Linked DNA regions of Gossypium hirsutum: region 1 is linked to region 2. The links are chromatin contacts, called in public Hi-C maps. All regions are on one chromosome and are shown on one strand. The core of a region is the stretch at or near the end of the contact, and the rest is flanking DNA. Distances in the headings are between cores, read along the strand shown. Region 1 holds the start of LOC107899978 (EPIDERMAL PATTERNING FACTOR-like protein 2). Region 2 holds the start of LOC107924668 (heptahelical transmembrane protein 4).

Region 1 (5,690 bases), core at 2,147-4,646, 170 kb after region 2:
TACGCCCAAAATTGGTACCTAGTTGATTAATCATTGTCTTAGTGTCGAAAATTGAAAATTTGAAGAGTTTTTAAAAAAATACGATCCTTAAAAGAAACTCTGATAACGTGAATTGAAATATAAGATTCTCTTGTTCCGAAGGAATATCACATCCAGCACGTTAGGACACGATACTCTATACCATCGAAACCAAGATCACCTTATAGCTTATTGAAGCCATACTTTGAAGCTTTAAGAGGATATTTGGCTATTTAGTCGAACGAGAAATCGAAACCCAGCACGTTAAGGCACATTTTCTTGATTTTCCAAACACGAAATATCGCTTTATTTGCAAAAAATCTTATCTCGAGGTAATAAGATGTCATATCCGGTGAGTTAGGACACAACACCTCAAATCTCAGAGAGTAAGCATTTTATTTAACACTCGTATTATGATTTAAAAGAATATGCCGTTATTTAGGTTAAACGAGAAAAATCGAAACCCAGTAAATTAGGACACGATTTTCTCGAATTTCCAAGAACAGAATATTGCCTTATTTTATTTTTGTATATTCAAATAAATATGTATGCAATGTTTAAAACCATGCATATCATTTGAGTTTCAGTGTAAAGAATGAACCTTTAACATGGCTCATGATGTGATTGGAATAATAATAGAATGATAACACGAATAAACAACATAACGACTTATCTATAATAATAAAACAACGAGTATGCCGGGGCAATTAGCAACTAAATCTAATATTAATTAAACCATGATATACATAAGAATAATAATGAAAGAAAGTGGAATATGTATAAAAAATGAATATGCAAACATCAAAAAGAAATAAATAAATAACAAAGAAGGGTTAAAATAATATAACAATGACGATAGTAAGATTTGGTGAAAACATGAGATTATAGACAATCATATTTAAGAAATATATGTAATAATGAACAAAAAAAAATTGAAATTATATAAATAAATAAATCAAATAACTTGAAGTAATACAAAATTTAAGGATAAATAGGTGTACGTGTAATATTACATTTAGAAATAAAAATAGCAAACAAATAGTTAAAAGTAATGTTGGATAATAATCTAGGTAGAGTATTAAAAAGGAATAATAATAAAATACTATGATAGTAATGATGACAATATTAATAATCAAATTGCAACAACAAAACGAACAAAGTGGCTCAAAATAAAATCAAAATCAAAATAGGAGGTGCATAATAATAAAAGGTAAAATATAAGAAATACATAATAATAATAATAATAATAATAATAATAATAATCCGCGTAGTAGAAAACACAAATAATCTAGATTTTAAAATATACGTGTATATATATAGATATATATAAAAGTACTTAAATGGAATATTATACAAAGTGTTAGGATAATATAACATGAAAATTCCAAAATAATGATTTTTCAACAAGGCAAAACCAATAAAGCAATTTCGGCAAAAAGAGAAAAAAATAATAATAAATAAATAAAAATAATAAAAAAAAATAAAAAAATTGAATGAATCCTTTTGGAAATAAGTATTGAATAGATAATAAGCCTAATTAAAATAAATTTAAAATAAAAGGGGTAATCTGAAAATAAAGAAACCAACATGGGGGATCACTGTGTAATGTGCGCAAATGCACAAGGACTAAAACTGGAAATAATCCAGGTCCCATAATGTAGTGCTTAGACGCGGACCGAATTGCCAACATGCGTAAATTTTGAAGCCAAATTAAAAAAGGAAGTGAAATAAATAAGGCATGGTTGAGTGCTTGCACAAAGGGGGAGGACTCAATGTGAAATTCCCCTATTTTCAACTTAAAAGGCGCAGATCAGGCCTGTTAAACAAGTTGAAATGCGGGCCTTCCTTTTTACAAATAATTTAAAACCCCTTTTTCAAATGCAGCCACCTTTTAACTAAAAAAATCTATAATCCTAAAATCAATTAAACATTGCAGCAAAAAAACAAAAAAAGGAAAGAAAAAGGGGAAACCCAAAATGTTTGCCCCCGTTTGGTCTGCCGTTCAACCACCATCAGTCCACCATGAACGATGGATGGTGGTCTACCAAAGCGTTCCCCTTATGCCTTCATTTAAAGCCCAGCCTCAAGGCTCATCAATTTCGGCCTCAAAACCCCTCTCAACCTTCGACGCCGGCGAAGAAGACGAGGATTTGGTGGCTCGTTCGCAAAGTAAGTCTTCTATCTTCTCTTTATTATACTAAAACGCATGCAGAGCAAAAAAGAAAACAAAATAGACCTGAGAAAAATAATGTACAAGACTTTTGAAATCTTTTTTTCTTTTTGATTGCTCTTTTTTTTATGTTTCAATCTATGTGTGTATAAAAATACAATGTTTTTTTTTATTCCCGAAATTCCCCTATTTTCAATCAGTTCCCTCTCCCCAAAATACCATCAATCCCCCCGTACAATTTTTTATTCGGATTTTTATAACCCATTTTCATCTAATTTCCTATTGTTTCTGTTTTGTCTCTTTGCATGGGATGGGCACGATGGAGGTGACAGAGGCATGGGGTGCAGACGGTGATGGGCATGCGTGGAGGCTGGCGCGGAGCAGAGGCGTGCGAGGTTGAGTGGTTGCGCACATGGGGCAACGGCGCAAGTGGGCAAGTGGGGGGTTTGCTGGTATGGGCCCGGGCAGATTTTGGGCTTTACATATGTTACAATTAATGAAAAAAATTTCGGACTTATGAGCATTTCTCTCAACAATATCATTTCTTAATTCTCTTCTTAAAAAGCAATCTACTTAGTCATTACATTCACTTATTAATTCTTATATTTTGTTCTTTCAAGAAAGTAACATTTGCTAGTTGAAAGCTTCCCAACAATAATGCAATGGATCTCATCTAACATGTGCAAGTATAACACGATTTTGCGAACAGTGGTTGAATTATTCGGCAAGAAAAGCTTGGCTCGACATAAGGTTTAATGTATGTGTATTTTGCCGGTAATTGAAGCTGCTGGATTTGACAAAGCAACAACAATAAGAGGTTATATCTTAGAGGCAAGTAGGCTCTATTAATTAAGCTTCTCATCTATGATCTATCCCTTTTCCTTATCGCTTATTTTAATTTCAATCTTTTTGACAATGATTACACATAATTAGAAATTCAGCTCAAATTTGGATATTACTTTAAAATTATTACAAGTACAGATTAATCATAAAATTTACATCTTTTCCAGAACTTCAATAAATTACTATATTGTTTCTAATAGGGCAAAATTCCATAAGTTTGATGTGGGTGTCCATAAAGACGTTAGAGTAACCGTCATACCAAATATAAGAGTTGCTCTAGAATCTAATTGCGTGGATATAAATTGACAAGGGACAAGTTGCTAATTAGTAAATGGTGGTTTCACTGTAGTTTTCATACAGGATGCCATTGGATAGACGAGGGTCCAGGCTGAGAACAATTGCACGAGCTGAAGCCCACTTTGCGAAATATTGTTGACTTGATCAATTTAGATGAAAGGTATGATGTCAACGTCCATGGGCTAAGTCTGCTTTACATTCTTCAATACAAACATCCAATTATTCATCCCACTCCACCAGTTGAACTTGTATTAAATTAGGTTTACACTGTGATAATTTTTTAATTCTATCAACATATCCACCACCAATTTCTTTTCATCCTCATACCTTCTGCGTCCCTCTTCCTTTATTTTATTCTCCAATTAAAATATTTACATGAAAAATGGTCATGATCAAGAGTTTATTTTGGACGTTGAAATTTAAATTATAAAATTTTAAAAGAGTTAAAAATATAATTTGTCAGTGTATTAATATAAAATTTTATAACTTTTAAAAGATTGAATTATATATTTTTTTTAAAATTTTTGAAGAGAGCATAATTAAATTTAAATTTTAAGAAGAGTCAAAATATAATTTTATTATTAAATTAACTTAAAACCTTATATATATTCAATGGACTAAAGGAACAATTTTTTATTTTAGGAAAGCAGAGCCTTTGTCTACCCCTCTAATTTCAACCTTGGACACCACATATTAATGGATAAGGAAAATTTTCATCTTGTAATTTTTTACACAACTTCTATTATTATTAATAAATTTTATCTAATCTCTTAAATCGGAAGATAACATGTGTTTAAGCATATTTAAGCTCACATCTTTCTAGATGTTGAAACAACAACAACGCTAATTGAGGATAAATGACTTCTGTTTATATGAATTCAATCATCTCATCATATTTCTCCCTTCTCCCCTCACACTTACTTTTGTCTCGAGTCTCAGTTTCAGTCTTTCTTTCATATTTTTCCTCTCCATTCTCTCTTACAACATGGTGACCCCACAAGAAGATCACTATTTTTGACAAACCATGATGCTCACTTGTGGGCATGGCATTGTTAGTTGGAAACTTGGAATCAGCACACTAGTTCTAGTTTGGTGGTTATGGGCTTGATTCGTCGGATGCTCATATTTGCTACTAGCTAACTTTAACCATTGCCTCTATGGATCCGCAGCAGATGACTAACTAGATATGCGGGCTTGGCATGCAGGCTTCTTGTTGTTTCCGGTCTACCTAGTTTCTTCAAAGCTTTTGGTCTTGCCTTGTTAACTCTACTCAAGTGTTGTTAGCACTTAGCCTTACATTAGACAGAAATGGTGTTTGGGAAACAACACCAGTGAATTTGAAGTTCTTTTAATTGCACCACACTCCAATTTTGTCATTGACTCATGCCCCCCACTCTATTTTTTTTTCACTTTCATTGTAATTAACTAGGATTTTTAAATTGAAAATGTAAAAAAAAAATTCATTTTAACACTTAAAGTGTAGGACTAAATTTTAACCAAATAAATATATATATCTCAATGCTTATATGACGTAAATTAATAATAATACTAAAATAATAAACATATGAGAATGGATTAGTAGGAAGTCTAATAGGGTGGTTCATAAGCTTGCTAGTGTGACCTTATTATTTATTAACTACTCAGTCTGGGGAAGGCCTCCAAATTGTATTAGTGATGTTCATTATTTTGATATATCTTTATTTTATTCCTTTGAAAATGGATTGTCAGGTTTGAGTGTATTATGTAAGCCTCTTACTTTTTCTTTGAGTGTATTATGTAAGCCTCTTACTTTTTCTTTCTCTGATTTTTTTTCCTTATTTTCTTTAAAAAAATATAAAAACTTAAAAAAAAAAGGAAGGAGAATATATATTTTAAATTTTAGTATAATAAAAAAATTATTATAAAGTAATCATTTAACGATCATATTGATTATTAAAAAAACATAAATATAATTTACTAATTATATAGTAATGATTAAAGACGTAAGAGAGATAAGAGAGGAGAAAGTGAGAAACTACAATATTTACTGCTATTATTATTTAGATAATAGTGTTGACCGTCTTTTTGTCCGTGAATTAACAGAAAAAGAAGATACGGTGGAACTGCCCGCACTCACCACCAGCACACCAAACAAATGTAAATTTGACGAAGCGAAATTCCAATTTCCCACAGCTGTTATTTCACGTCCTTTTGTGTAAATTCGGTGGTAGCTCTCTTTGTTGTTTTGGTTCCTAGTTGTCTTCTTCTTTCCTCTCTCAAAGCCTTTCTCTGTTTTTACTGTCAACTGTTTGAAAAACTTTGTTCGTCCTGTAGCTTTGAGGTGGTCGGGGAGTTGGCTCAACATACGAGGCTAATCTATTCT
Region 2 (5,687 bases), core at 2,087-4,586:
GCACTTCTTCTTGGATGGCTTACTTGATTATTTTGTCACAAAAATGTTTGTTTTTTTTTTTTCCTCTTTTTAATGAACCATTATCTATATTTGGTGAGACGCTAATTGGTTGTACATCTTGAACTTGTATATGCAGGTTAAAAAGCGCCAGACACCAGTGCTGAAGGTCTGAACCTTTAAACTCTTTTTGCATTTGTGTCATGAATTCTGATTCTTTTACATGAGCCCTATATAGCATCAAGTTTGGGAGTGAAAATCATGGTTAAATTAAATGAGGTTAACTCTTTCAACTAGGCGGAATAACTGAAATTAACTCGGAATTTCTGGAAACTGATTAAACAAACTAGTATCATCTGTTTTGAACTTCTTGAGCTTAGGGGAATAACTGCAGGCAGGCCCTGCAGTCTTGATCCTTTACTAGACATTTTCTTCGGAATCATAGTAATCCCACAGAGTTTAAAAGAGAAACAACAGGAACCTATGTCAAGGAGGGTACATGCTAACCCATCTCGTGACATGACACCACACATAAAAGGAAATGTTCGATTGAACCCAATTCATCGGGCACATCCTCTTGCAGTAATTGACTGCAACCCATAGAGTTGCTTCATCAGCAGGCTTCAAGATTTACATCAGATAAAAAAAAAAGTCAAAAGATCTTGAAAGACCATGAATATCCTCCATCAAAAGAGGCGATGTCTAAAGAAAACACTTAGAAAAACCTATAACTGGAAGGGAACTCTTACATAGGGAGAGATAAAGAGTGTCCATAGTTATTTCTTCTATTATATATTGAAATGCTATTTCTACCGACTTCAAGTCTTGGCCTGTGCTAGAGGCTTTATTTCTTAGGAGCCCTCTTGCCACATTGAAATTTTCTAAAAAAATTTAAGTCTAAAAGTCAACATTTCACGAGTTACTTATCTGAGAGAGATATTGAAAACTTATAGCATTGATAGCAGCACTAAGGTCGAGCTTTTAACTTTGTCAGAGTCCAGACATCTAGCCAGGGTTACTGGCAATTGTATGTGCTGCTAGATTGTCCAAATTCCAGAACTACGAACGATAAATGCAATGCATTCAAACATTGGTATAATAGTCAAGCTATTTCTCCACCATTAGTTAGTAATTAACTCTGGGCATTCTCATCCATAAGCCCAGTTATTTAGATAGTTGTAATTCCATTTTTATGATTCTAAAAGCCCAGTTATTTAGATAGTTGTAATTCCATTTTTATGATTCTATGTATGGTTAAAAGCTATAATCTATGTAGTTTCCATAGTATTTCATTATCCGCCTGTGTTAGGATCTATGTTACTCGGACTTTAGTGTTAGTGTCAGATACAAGTATTAGATTTTTGTTTTTTTAATGTATTTAGAGAATTCTTAGAGGTCATATCTCCATGTTGGTGTTTGAGACACTAGTACTTGAAGAAAAATGAAGAGTACATATGTTTCCTTGCTAGTATGTCTTATATTGTATATTATCTGGTTGCAGCCAAAGTCCTATGCCGATAACTTCAAGTGGAAAGGACCTGCTGTATCTGAAAAGTGATACTATACTATTGCAGATCCTGTTGCTTTTGATTTTCAACCATAAATCAAGTTGCGAGACGGGGGCTCAGGTTTTCTTTGTTGCACATTTTCTGCTGTATCTTGTGACAATTTGGATTAAAATAAATGTGATCAACAGTGACCAGATGGGTGCGACCATTTTGTCTGCCTTCTCCTTCATTCATTTATGATACGGTTTAGATATAATCCATGTTTGTTGAAACCTTGATTTCCTTATTTACCTCCTTTCCCCTCCCCCCCTACTCTTAGTATGCAACAGCAAACTTACTCTTAGTTCATATCCCCATGTCCATAACATCTTTTATATTTACGGGCTGGGCCTTTTACAAGAGGTTTTCAAATTAAACTTATACAAAAATGTTTTATTCAAAATTAATTCTTGAAAAATAATATTAATATAAAAACATTTAACTGCACAACGGGTGGTGGGCCTGGTTGGGCTCAATTTAGGCTTGGGCTCAATTTAGGCTCTGTATGAATTTTTTTTGAACTGGGTTGCGGCTCGGCTCGGTGCAGTTCCAATTAGAGAAAGTTATTAAAAATAAAAAAAAGGAAACATAATAAATATAAGGATTTTATCTTTAAAATGTGAAATCATGTTGTTGATTATTGTACAACGAAAGAGTGAATTTTCCATATCATCCTCAATTTATTTGGGAGTTTATTACATGCATGCCCCCAATAGCGTACACATGGTTGCAAATTATGCCAAATTTGTCGAGTAAAATATGTATATGATATGCCGAGTTATGCACGTTGCCTCCATTATTGAAGGGTCAAATCAAAAGCCATTACTGAAATCTCTTAAATTTCATGCATCTACCAACATTTCCTCTCGCTTACGTTTTGTTTGAAAATTCTTAAAAAGATATTTAGGTTAATTTAAAAAAAATAATATTAAATTAACATAATTATAAATATTAAGGATGAAAATTATTATTATATCAATTTTAAAAATTGTCATCATTAATTAATTGATGATAAAAGAAATAAAATTAAATGGTTGATAACCATTTTTTATGATTGAGTGATAACCATTTAATAATTATCACTATTAATGTAGTTAGAAAAACTATGCTCCAATATACAATAGACAAGAATTTGATATAACCTGATGATTTATCAAATCCAAGCAACAAAAAGTACATCCCAAATCCCAATTCTATATATTATTATAACATTGGAAAGGAAAGAATGTTTTATTTTTTCCAAAAAAAAAAACAAAACAAATATAACAGATAGCATACAAGCACCACCTGTAAAACAAACAGCATACAATCAAACACTTGTACAATAACAAGCGACACTTAGAGATAGAGCAATCACAAGCAACAGATTCATGGTATCAAACAATGCGATCATTCATGACTAACGAAACTCGGAAGACCGCAAGCCTAGAAAAACTAATCAACTAGGACAAGGCCATTCATCGATTTAAACACGTGTTATTTAAATGATAGATCAAAATTCTAATTTCATCTCTGAATAAATATTTTTTATACTATTAAGATTCGAATTTAATTATTTTTAAAAAAAAATACTTGATTAATAAGTCACATTCATAATTTAAAATAAAAATTGATAATATATCTCAATTTAAAAAAAGTTACATCCCAATCAAGTAGTTTTCGGAAGTTGCTAGGATGCAATTGCAAAATCCATAAAAGTACCAAAGGGTCGACTGCAAAAGTTAAAAATATCCAATCCCATCTTTTAATCCCTATTATATATATACTATGACATTTTAATCCCTATTATTTTAGTTCAAACAAAACAACCACCTTCGGTATTTCCGCATCTCTTTAACGAAACTGATTCTTTTTCCTTAACTTAGCATTTCGCAGTAAATACGGTTTCGTTCTTTTCTTTTTTTCCCTTTTGGTTCTCATTACGGTTTCATTCTTTATCCCATTTATTTTTTCCTGAAACTTTGTTTGCTTGGTTAGGGACGTGATATTTCCCTGCTTAAGATTTTACGGTTAGTTTTTTTTTTCTTTGTTCATCTTCTTTATTATTAAAATCTTGTCTGTTTGTCTTAACCTTTCTCTCTCTCTCTCTCTATATATTTTTTATTGTTTAGAGTCCTCCGCCTGAGAATTCTGTATTTATTGAAGGATCCCTTCTGGGTTTCTCAGCTGGTGATTCTTCAATCTTCTATTTTGTTTTCAGGTACCCTTTTCTCTTTATGTTCCATTTCTTTTCTTTATTGGATCTTTTTTTTTTAAAATTAAAGAAGATATTTTGGGCTTTAGGGTTACTTTTGAATAAGTATGGGTTGTTTTTAAGTTAAAATTTTGTTGTTTGATTGAAAGCAGAGATATGTGCAGTATGGAAGTTCCTGAAGATATGGATACGACAGCTGAATCAGTGGAGATATGTCTAGTGAGCCCTCCAATGGACGGGACAGGGAAGAGATTGTGGAAAAAGGTGAAGTATCAACTGGTAGAGTACCACTCATTGCCTGGATTTTTGAGAGACAATGAGTATATTTTGGGCCATTATAGGTCAGAATGGCCAATGAAGCAGATTTTGCTTAGCATCTTCAGAATTCACAATGAGACATTGAACGTTTGGACGTAATCTTTCTTTGCTTCTTCTAATTTTACTGCCAAAATGCTAGCTAGCTCAGTCTCTACCTTATCAATGGCCTGTATGGTTGATATCTCACAATCACCACATCACCAGTCACCTTTTTTATGATTATTTCCTTCTGAATATTGGATCATATAACTTATGGATAAACTTGTTAATGTTATGAAGATAGCTTGTATCATTGTTGGGTTTTCACTTCTACTTTAGATCGTTGATCTTTGGGAATGTGCACATATGTCTTACATCTAAAGTCTAGCTAGTAAACATAGAAACATCTTTGTCTGGCCATGTTTTCTATGGAACATCAAACTGTAAAGTAATGCATTGTGAGCATTACGCGAACTGTATCTAGAGCCTCCCCCTGAAAAAGATCCGGCAGGCTTCCATGTGACACAAACATCTCCCTCAACTACAGCTTTAAACTGTTTGAACACTTGTAGCACTTGATCCTTTGTCTTTAATGTATAAACCCAAATCTTCCATGCACAATCATCGATGAAATTGACAAAATACGAGCCACCAATACACGTTAGAATGTACCAAGACAATTACATTTGCCTTTCTTAGAGAGTGGCTCTTGAAAATCGTGATGGGCGGATTAATTGTGTTTTGACCTTTCTGTTTAGAATTGAAAAGAGAAGAATTAGAGATTTAGGGAAGAGATGTAAACATGTGTTGATTTGTGAAGTGATTTTCTTGCTGTTATCAATTGAAGTATACTCTTTTCTTTGTTTTAGTATGATAGTCTTTGAATTTTCTTGTTTTTAAGGTGATTGTGGCTTTACAATATCATGGATTAATATGTTGTCACTTGTACTGTGACATGTTGTGTATGACTATTACCTTTTACAGGCATTTGATTGGGTTCTTCATTTTCCTTTCCCTTACCATATACACTGCAATGAAGGTTCCAAAGGTTGTCGATCTTCATGCTCTGCAGCAAATTACCGATGTATTGAGAAAGGCTGATTTACACAAATTGCAAGCAGAAATCCTGACATGCTTACCTTCCTTACCTAATATACCTGATCTACACAAACTTCCAGAGGAGTTAAAGACGAGTATTCCTCTAATGGATTTGATTCCTTCACTCTCAAGTTGGCATGTTATGGAACATCTATATAGTTGTTTACCTGAGCTTTCCTCTGCTGGAAATCATATTGATCCTCATGTTCTGGTATGCTTCATATCCTTAATAAGTTATCTATGTTTATGTTCTGGTATGCTTCATATCCTTAATAAGTTATCTCATAAATCTTAATAGTTTGCCTAATTTCAGAAGTAACGATGGCTGGCTGCCTTCTAATCACTAGCTTTTCTCTGCCTTCTAATCACTTGATGGATTTGTGGGTTTTTATTGATATTATATAGTTTCTTTGTAAAAAGAATAGTTTTTTTAGTTATTTTTTCGGTTAACTTGTGACACCAGCTCATTCAGGGATTTTAAATTTTAGTATAGATTAACTCATCTTGGGAGGTTCAGGAACCTAATACTTTTCCTTTCGTTCTAAATTGCAGGA

The links. A called contact is a pair of places that touch in the nucleus more often than the background predicts.
Region 1: a contact with region 2 is called in a Hi-C map of leaf, with 2.0 times the contacts expected there. The contact joins the promoter of LOC107899978 here to the promoter of LOC107924668 in region 2. A contact is called at or near these places in 3 of 34 Hi-C or Micro-C datasets (all in leaf).

What each region holds. Positions count from the first base shown.
Region 1 is chrA11:5,018,834-5,024,523 of Gossypium_hirsutum_v2.1, forward strand. It overlaps LOC107899978 (EPIDERMAL PATTERNING FACTOR-like protein 2), which reads left to right and starts at 3,397. Exons shown (of 4, transcript XM_041080711.1): 1 at 3,397-3,488; 2 at 5,411-5,690. It overlaps LOC121209673, which reads left to right and starts at 1,579. Exons shown (of 3, transcript XM_041080710.1): 1 at 1,579-2,187; 2 at 2,521-2,640; 3 at 2,898-3,093. The coding sequence starts at 2,041. The coding sequence ends at 2,966.
Region 2 is chrA11:4,849,934-4,855,620 of Gossypium_hirsutum_v2.1, forward strand. LOC107924668 (heptahelical transmembrane protein 4) reads left to right here and starts at 3,337. Exons shown (of 5, transcript XM_016855213.2): 1 at 3,337-3,553; 2 at 3,690-3,744; 3 at 3,891-4,151; 4 at 5,020-5,344; 5 at 5,686-5,687. The coding sequence starts at 3,895. It overlaps LOC107924797 (NADH dehydrogenase [ubiquinone] iron-sulfur protein 4, mitochondrial), which reads left to right. Exons shown (of 5, transcript XM_016855389.2): 4 at 137-166; 5 at 1,499-1,777. The coding sequence ends at 1,555.